Linked DNA regions of Anser cygnoides: region 1 is linked to region 2. The links are chromatin contacts, called in public Hi-C maps. All regions are on one chromosome and are shown on one strand. Each heading gives the region's core, a stretch centred on a gene start, on an enhancer-like site or on the middle of the called end of the contact. The rest is flanking DNA. Distances are from core to core; before and after follow the strand shown.

Region 1 (4,901 bases), core at 1,840-4,339, 260 kb after region 2:
TCCACCACTGATCTTCAGTGCCCTGCAAGCCATGTAGTTCAACATTGCATAGAATAGATATTTAAAATAATTCATGCGTAGAATGCAGAAGGAGGAGACTCAGAGGAATGTCAAGCCCTTATTTCCATTTTCTGTGTTGGGGTGGCTCTCATCCCGTCAGTCATTTGGCATACATTGGTGGCAGTGCATAGAAGAGGCACTAAGTCCCCACCAGCCCTGCCTGAAAAGATGTTTCTGAAAAGAAAACAGGCAGGGCTCTCAAAACAAGCATTTTCAAGCTGTGTAATGTGATTGCCACAAGTCGTTGTTGTGACTGATTTCAAGCGGAGGCCCGACAGTGTCTGGCAACCAGGTGATTCATCTTTTCTACTTTTAGCCAAGCTCCATGCAATCACTCTTGCTTCTCATGCAGAACCGACAGTATGCCAGCCTTATTTTTGCCTCCGCCATCATTTGATGGAGCATCAGAAAGCAATCAGGGCCAGGCAGGGCTGGCGCTTTGCCTTCTTCTTTAGACAAGTGCATGCCAGAGCTTGTGTTTAGGGCTATTTTAAAAATGAATTTGCCCTCTTATACCTGGGAGAGACTTTTCACAGGGGAGATCAGAAAAGGACTGTTGCATGTGGTTTCATCCTATGATTGCTGAAGCCTGACATAGCAGAGGGTATTGTAACGAGGAGGTTGGTATGTACCTCTATCCCACAGTTTGTTGCACAAATAGTTCAGGTGAGTGTGGTTCATGGCAGACAGCTGGAGGCTAGCAGCAATTAGTCATAGCTCTCATTGATAGGACATGAATATACCGACCAAGCTAATCCCAGTTCAGCCCCTGCCCTGATAGTGTTTAACATGGGGGTATTGGCAGCTGGAATTGTGGTCAGTGGGCTTCTCGGTTCCTCTGCTTCAGTTTGACATTATACCCTCTAAATATATTATACCCTTTGTTATACTGTTATACTCTCAATAAATTATATCCTCTTAATAAAGAAACGAGCACTGTGAGGATTCAGCAGAACCTGAGCTAATTTAGATGTGTGTGCTAAACCAGAGCTGATTGCATCCTAAGTATGCACACTGCTCTCCACTGGCTGTATAGGAAGATGAAGATGACTTGGTCATACGCAGCATTGTGTAGAAAGCCCATATAGTCAGATGAATCCCTTCAAGGATTCAGGGGCCCTGGCCACCATCTCACAGACAGACATAAATCACTGCCAGTTCTCTTCAGGCATCTCAGTGTCTTCCCCCCTCCTCTCCATTGCATTTCTCGATCCCCACGAAGGCTGTCAGCATTGCTTATCACATGAGCACTTGAAACAAGTGCTCAGCATAGATGTGTCTCCCTGAACTCATAGCCTGGCTTCATTCAAACCTTGTGTGGTCTTTTGGAGTACTGTTCCAGAAGAGAAGCCTCCCTGCTTTGTCTCCAGCTGGAAGCCTTCCTCTGGCTCTCAGCAGGTAGGATCACTAGAGGAACGCTGCCAGGATCTGCTCTTGTCCTCCCTGACCTTGCCATGTGCCTCTTCTGTCCTTCTTCTGTTTTGCAAGAGACACATGCTGCTTGTTTTACCTCATTCTTTCCAGTGGGAAATGCCATATTCTTCTGTAACGGTCAGATATTCAGTGTTTTGTTTAAACATTAAATAAATGAACCTCCAAGTAGCACAGAACGATATTGCTGAATTCACCTACGAGCTTATTTAACTGTCCCCCTACTTGAAACCCCACACCTCTGTAGCAATTCACAACAAAATATGATTGCAACGTGAAACAGGTGAACAATCCTGTTTTTAAGGCATAAACTTAAGAAGCATTGACCTGTCACAGTCCTGCTACTGACTAGGGGTGCAGAGTAACAGAGGGCCCTGAGACCCAGTTCCCTGTTACTTGTGTAGGTATTTGAGTTCAGGGAGCAGGTTGTGTTTAATCATGGTTCCTCTAGGTTGTTCAGCTTGCTTAATATCCCCACGTGAGGGGATTATCTTTTTAGTTCTACCTATTAAGACATTGAAGGTTTTAAAGCCAGCTGCCCATATAGAAAATAAAAGCACTTTGGCTGTCTTCCTCTCTGACATATGTTCTCATGTTTTAACAAAGCATTTGGTTGCAGGGTATTTCTGAAGTTTATCGATAGGTAACAATAAAGCTGCTTCTGAAACACTGTACAAATACAAAATGGTTATTCAAAAATGACTTATGACTGGAGAAACAATCATAAAAGCTGCTTTAGAAAGAAAACAGATTGTTAGCACTTTCTGAAATGGTTTCTCTTTCTACCTCAAGAAGTAATTCATTTAAGGTCTTGTTTTAAGGCAGACGAAGCAAATTATTTTTTCCCATTAAGTTTCAGAATGCCCTTTATTGGCATTCGAAAGCACTGAATGAACAGAATTGATTTGCACTTAGACTGAAAAGAATAGTTTTAATATGATTAAAAACATAGGATTTATGGATGCAAAGAAGACTTAGAATAATTTCATTTCCTCCACCATCTATATATTAAATTGAACCACAGACCCAATTACAAGAGCAATAAATAAATGTCAGCCTTTGCCAAATGTTTTCCTATGCAACTTGGAGTTACTTTACCTCAACATTTTCCCTGTCCCACTCACCATACACCGAGAGCCCAGTAGCCACAGAAGGTTTTTACCTTGGAAGAGTGAAGACATACTTCTCTTGAATCCAGATGAATAGGGTAAAAAAGAGCAAGTAAAACTTCATCTTCACAGCATCCACAATGAAACCCACTGCAATTGGAAAGCCCAGGGTTCGGGACCCACATTATTGATTTCAAAAATGTTATTTAAAGAGTGGTTAAAATTTAATGCTGCCCCTCACCTCAGCCCCAAGCTCGTGGTGGCTGAGTCAATATGACAGAAGTCTCTGGGCAGGTTCTGCTCATATTGAGGTCACCCAGCACGGAAAGGATAAGGTACATTTTGGACATTTTCATATTGACAAGTCACTTTGTCATTTGAGCCTTTGTTTTATTTCCTTGTGGCTATGAACCACAGACAGAAGAAAGAACACCAAGCACGATGGTTTTGTGATCCTGTCACATTTACAGAGGTCCAGCAGTGTGCTCTGCGTTCAGTACTCCTATAGCACATCACAGCTGAGCATGAAACTGGTTACAGGAGTGGCAATGAGGTTGTGAAGTCCAAATGGAAGAATCCTAAGCAGAAAAGATCCTTTTGCTGGTATTTGCTAGAGAGAGAACAAGGAGCAAGTGAGATGGATGCCTTCTTGCTATGGAGAGCTGTTCCTCTAGTTCCAGATGGAGCACCTTGACTGGGCTTCCATCTCCCACAGTTGGTCTCTACCTCTTTGGTTAACACTTGATCCATCCAAGGATTTCAGATTGCTTGTGTTGCTCCATATCCCCTTTTCTATGACATTCTGACATCCAGCTTGTGCTTTCCACATGCCACACTGAATTAGCTTTCCAAGGAAAAGTACTAGTGACTCTTTATCTCATTATTATTAATTTTTGCGTGCCTCAAGATTTGTCTCCCATGTTTCTATATGTGGTTGTCTGGACAGGACGTGCCAAAAGCTGAATGAATTTGACACATCCATGCTGTCTGATATAAATGTTCTTCAGGTGAATGGTGCCCAGCAAGATGACATGGTTTTGTTCCAGAGGGTTTTCTTTCCAGGAGAGGACCAGGGAGTGAATCCACACACATCCAGTGGGGACATCAGGGAGCCAAGACCTGGGATTGAACAGGGGAACTAAATTGTTTGACACTGTGACTTAAGGTTATAGCTATACAACTGGATGAAAAAATGCCTAGGAACAAGGTTAGGTAAGATGGACTAGGTTGCATCCACCAGCCTCCTCTCAAACAGCTCTGGAGTGGTCCAGATCAGAGCCATTGCTCCAGTTAGGCAGGCAACTGGGGCTTCAGAGCTCCAAATCAGTCCTGACTCTCTTTTATTTAGGAGGGCAGATATGTCTTAAAAAGTCAGACAGCTAAGTTTTAGATGGCTGAAGTCAGCAGAGGTGAACATCTCTGTGAAAATACACAAGCACCGAAAATCTCCAAACTATAAATATTGGGTTAAGCACAAACTGGGCACCAAAGTGAAACTAAAAAAAAAAGACTCACAGGAAGCTAAACCACTGGCACCTTACCTAGATTTTGCAGTTCCTCCTTTATCTTTTCTAGATGTTGTTCAAACAAACACGAAGTTCGGTAAGTCACACAGGCTGTTTCTGGCACGGGAAGTGGGCAGCGCTCTGCCACAGTGGTTGATTTTTAAACTGACGGTTCAGATGTGCTTCCTTCACGTAGGCAAAAAGAAGGTGCTGGCAGAGGATAAAACACAGGAGACAAAACTTGACCATCCAGTCGTGCTTGCATCTGGAAATGTCTGATGCACAGATACAAATTTAAAGAAAAATTGAATCTACAAAGATAGGTATAGCAGAAGAAACTGAAAAAAAAATGATGGAGTGGAGTTGCTGGTAACAAATGAAAGAGAAGGATCATTTCCACCCATATTTTAAAATGTTAATTAAGCTGGAAAAGGGAATACTATTCCCGTATCATTTCTGAGAAGAAAATTTTGGACAAATGGTAAACATCAGACATTATCGTATGTTGGTTGCTTCTCCTATGCAATAGATGTTGGAGGAAACTAAAGGCACTAGCTGAACCCCTGAGAGAAGGACAAACCCAAGTCTTGTGATGGTTCAAGCACTACGTAGGCTGAAATGCAGTGAACTGAAAGGTAAACGTAGGATGAGAGTTAAAAGAATAACTAATGGGAGATGTCACTGACAGAGATGGCAGAGAATTGTATACCCACCACTCTTGCTTGTCTGAAAGCCTCTGAAGTATTTTGGCTCAAGGTAGGACACAAAAACATTGCCTTTCAAGCATGTGCTGGAT
Region 2 (4,880 bases), core at 2,024-4,523:
GGTCCATCAGCTGGCAAAAGGCTACGTTTCTGAGAGGTGCATAAACTTAGAGAGCTGCATCTGCTCACGTATCAGACGGGAGCTATCTCTGGTATGAGTAAAGGTCAGGACTGTGTCTGGGAATAATGGCTAAAGAGGATAGCGAGGCTCTTTTGTACACTATAAACTTCAGTAACAGCACTGAAAGTTTGATGTTTTCCTCCATATGCATTTCTGCATTGGATCAGCCCAAACCCTGTACTGTGAAGGACTTGGCTTGGGGTCATCTGCCCCCACGTCTTACTGTCTATTGTCTTATATGAATATCATTTCTGTTCTTGCAGAATTACTTCAGCTGCAACCCTGCTTTCACAGGATTGCCGAGCGCAAAAATGTATTTCACCCAGCAGATGCTTGCTATTCCCAGATACTGAGTGCTGCCAAGAAAGGGGCATAAAGTGGCAGAAAACATACCGTATGTACCACGTATTCTGTGCTGTAGCACCAACTTCTCTGTCCTTCGTTCAACATTAGATCATCTCCTCTTGTGCAAAAGGTTGGGCCAGTATCTGACACCATGTGATGCCTGGCTTTTAGTAGGGCACAGAAATGTGTTTGTTTTCCTTTCTATTACATCTGCTAACATTCAAATTGGCAGATTTTCTTCCAGCTGCTACCTGTTTAGCTGCAGTGCCATGTTGGACAAAAGCTTCCGTGAAGCAATTGTGATTGATCTTTATTTGACAAACAGTCAGAGGACAACAGCATTTCTCAGATCACCCGCTGAAGTTGGAAAGTACTGGATGGTAGTGAGTAGACCTTCTGTCACACCCTCCTATTTGATAATCTTTAACACCTTTTCATTTGCTCATTCAAATACCATCAAATCCAACCCTGTGACATACACAGGAATTATTATCTCTGCAGGGAGTCTCAGGAATGAAGAGAAATCAATCTCCTAGGACCTGCTGGATGATTGCAACACTTTCAGAAAATTTTGTCTGGATTACAGGTTTGCATTTACTAGAATTGCCTTGCTGGGAACTCATGCTGCATGACCTCTTCCACTGAAAGCCCGGAACTAGCCTCAGTTCCTTCACCCTCTACACATCAAAAGCAAGCTAACATGTTCCCGTTACATCCACAAAACTGGGATATGATAAAGACATTTTGGCTCCTGCCAATGCAAGAGCTCTAATCAGGTATTCAATATTTCTTAATAAAAAGGCTACAAAATAGCATTTACTGTTATTCCTGCTTTCACTTTCCTTTCTCCTTGAGCTCTGTCACTATGTCAGAAACTGTAAGATGGCATTCACGGTATGCCTGTATGACATATGTGAGAAGCTGGAGCAGAACACCAGGCTATTTAACATTATATATTTTTATGTATGCCAATAACACGTCAAATATTTTTTATTTTTTTCCCAACAAAATCATTTGCTTTATGACTGAAGGTCATATTAATTCCTTCTCAGACAAAAAGTGGGAATGCTGTGGCAGGGCAGGAAGCACTTGACTTCCATGTGCCAGGTTTGCTTTCACCATGCAGCAGCCAATGTGACATGAGCAAAGCAAATGAGTTATCTGACTAATGATTATGAAAGGTTACGAGGAACAAAGGAAACTCTCCAGTGGTGGCAACTGGTGACAAAATGACAAAACAGTTTGAATAATGGCCGTAACCATCTGGATCACTTCACTAACCATTCATTTAAGCAGTAGGACACTAGGCAAAACTGTCCTCACCACTGCAGAGAGCAGAAGAGAAATGATTTTCCATTGTAAGGAGCAGTAAAAACACAGTGAAACAAGAATCAGTGCACAAAAAAAAACCAGCCCTTTGGTAGAATTGTTGGAGGGTGGGGCTCTGTTTTGATTAAAAAAGAAAGATAAAAATGTGTGAGGAAAATTGGGAGCAGTAAGGCTAGGGGCCTGGGAACCAGTCAGTCAAACCGTAATACCTACGCAGTCCTGCAGAAAAGAGCTGGCTTTTGGACAAAAACACTGTAAAAGCAGGTGACCAGTGGCACACAGGGATCGTGCAGAGACATGTGAAAAGATGCTGAGCACCAAAGTCAACTGCTGATATGGCCCTGATGTCAGGCTCGAGGCAGCTTGCCAAGATCGTTCTATTGGCGGTTGATAAAGGTATTACGTATTTCGTAGTACGAACTGGGTTGAAAAGGCAGGAAAAGAGGTTATTCAGAGGACCCATCCAAAAGTCAGTGAAAAGCAACATGAGGCAGCCTGAATTCCCTTTTATTTGGAATTATGTGGTCAAGTACTAACAGGAACTTAAGAAATGTGGTCAGGTGCAAGCTGCAATGCCTGAGCAGGCACCGTTTCACATATTAGAGATAATAAAAACCGGCTGCCTGCAGAATGAGCTGACTGAAACTCCAGGGACAAGTTAAGGTCAAACTGGAAACGAAGCCTTTCTTAAAAGGAGTCAGCAGCCTGGGAAGTCTGAAAACAGAACTGGCTGTCCTGCAAAAGCAGCCGGTGTTAGAATCAGTGAAAATGACCTTTGCAAAAAGAAAGAGGGGAGCTGTTCGAAGTTAACCCCAAGTAGGATCTGCCCTGCAGTAGGGCAGATAGATAGTAGATAGGAAAGCTGTAGTAGATAGGAAAGTAGATAGGAAAGCTGGACGGTACTAGCCAGCTGCTGAAGGGGGTGTGAACACGAGAGCTGATTCTGAGGTTTGAGTTTGTGCCTTCCTCGTCAGAAGCCCATCTGCAAAGACAACTTTGAAGCACAATTGGAACAAGAGCTCTGTGGGCAGCCCGTGCCATAGAACCATAGAAAGGTTTGGGTTGGAAGGGACGTTAAAGATCACCTAGTTCCAACCCCCTGCCATGGGCAGGGACACCTCCCACCAGACCAGGTTGCCCAAAGCCCCATCCAGCCTGGCCTTGAACACCTCCAGGGATGGGGCAGCCACAGCTTCTCTGGGCAGCCTGTGCCAGGGCCTCACCACCCTCACAGTGAAGAATTTCCTCCTAGCCTCTAACCTATATCCACCCCCTTAGTTTAAAACCATTTCCCCTCAGGCGGGACGCTCCAACAAAGCTCCTCAGCAGCCACCTCGCTCCGTGTGCTACCCCCCGACCCCAGCTCCAGCAGGGCCACCCCAACACGGGGGGGATCCTCCCGGGCGGATCCTCATCTGGAGGCCTTGGGGGTGGGGGGACAGGGCTTCCACAGGGCAGCCTCCCCCCACGGCCCCTTTAATGTCCCCCTCCTGCTGGCCGCGGGGAGGCGGGGAAGGGAGGGCGGCTTGGGGAGGACGGCGGCCTCCAGAGGCCGCCCGGCGGCGGGGGAGCGCCGCGGCGTGAGGGCGGCCGGAGCACGGGCTCTGGTTTTTCTTTTCCTTCGGGTGCTTTAGCCACCGGCCCGGCGGCTTTGGCAGAGGCTGTGTGGGGGAATCTCCCCGTTCACAGCCTGCTGGGGACGGTAACAGCGCCCTCGGCCCCTCAGTTCTCCCGCGGGGGGCTAGAAGTGCCTCCTTGATCCACGCGTTTTTGGGGGAAAAACTGAAGGCACCGCTGCGTTTGGAGGCTGGAGTGGACGTTTAGGTACTTCGCCGTTGATGCAACCGACGTGGATATTTTGGAGAGGCCTAGTATGTTTCTGAGCAGTGCTGGGAAGAAATTCTGACTAAGAAGCGAGCAAGAATTGGGAAAATAAGAGAGCTGCGGCAATAGGGCTCGGCGATGTGTGTTGGTTCGGTCGTGTGTCTTGAGATAAGCTCTGCCCTCTGCTTTAGTTACTTCCCATACATCTGGGAGGCTGAAATAACGAGGACGACTCCGAAATTGCAGGAGAGGAGAGTAGTGTGGCGAGCCCCTGAGGGGCACAGACCTTGACACAGTCTGTAGGGTCTCGGCTCAGGGCTCTGTCAAGGGAGCAGCACGCTGTGAGGTTTCTGGGGTAGGGTATCCTATGTATGTATCAGGACTAAAGCCAGCGTTAGTAAGTCTGTGTATAATTTAAATTTTACTTGGCGGTGCTTGCACGCTTCTGCGTTGTGTAATTCCAGTGGACTGAGACAGAAACCGAGTAGTCTTCGCTGCCTGGGCAGATTGAAATACAATGCAGACAGAACTCGGGCTATATTTTGGCTTTGTATCAGTGAAATTATATTTGCTGCAAGTAAAAACTTGTCTTGATGTGTTGACTGCTATCTTTAATTTTGGCAATGCAGCCTTAAAAGCAAAGGTTGTATCTGTGGCTGGTAGTGGGGAAGCAGAACTTGGTCTTGTCCCTGCTAATGAAGCTAAGATCCTCTGATCCCAATGGCAGGACAGGGGTCTGTGAGGAACTTGGAGCTGGATTTGCTCTCTCTCTGGCACCGTGCCGTGCATTCCTGTGGCTGTGGCGTTTTCATGCTGAGATGCTGGCGGTTCATCTCTGAACTGCACTGTTTCTGACAAAATAGTGGGTGCCCTTCCTTGCTTTTATTTCGTTCTTACATCAGGGGTGTGCATTGCAGAGGCCTGAGGAGTAAGCTGGATTTCCCTGGGCTTGGTGGCAGAGTATTTGTTTGGATTTGTGTGGTTTGAGTTCCTTTGTTCCTCTTTTGTTGTGTCATGTCAGAAGACCGAACACCCAGGTAACTTCCTCATGAAGGAAAGATGAGAAAAGTAAAACTAGGGCTGCAGTAACTGCTCATCGGGCATGTTTGGTACCTGCAACTTGTGCTAACTCCATTTACACACTGGATTAGTAGCATGTCTAGAGGGAAGAAGTGGCCAAAGCAAGTTCATCTTTCTGCCTGGTTTTGCACTGCTTCCGCATAACATTAGCAAGAAGGAACCTTGTAAACTGGTAACAGAACAGGCCTTAACAGAAGCAAAATGCATACATATCTTCTGTCTAAGTGTACCAGGTCATGTTA

What was found. Hi-C and Micro-C count contacts between places; a contact is called where the count stands out from the background.
Region 1: a Hi-C map of liver shows a contact between it and region 2, with 2.5 times the contacts expected there. The contact joins the promoter of CPB2 here to the promoter of SLC25A30 in region 2. A contact is called at or near these places in 2 of 7 Hi-C or Micro-C datasets (both in liver).

Annotation. Positions count from the first base shown.
Region 1 is chr1:181,951,145-181,956,045 of Taihu_goose_T2T_genome, forward strand. CPB2 (carboxypeptidase B2) reads right to left here and starts at 3,090. Exons shown (of 11, transcript XM_013179591.3): 1 at 2,654-3,090. The coding sequence starts at 2,724.
Region 2 is chr1:181,694,976-181,699,855 of Taihu_goose_T2T_genome, forward strand. It overlaps SLC25A30 (solute carrier family 25 member 30), which reads left to right and starts at 3,274. Exons shown (of 10, transcript XM_066988580.1): 1 at 3,274-3,558.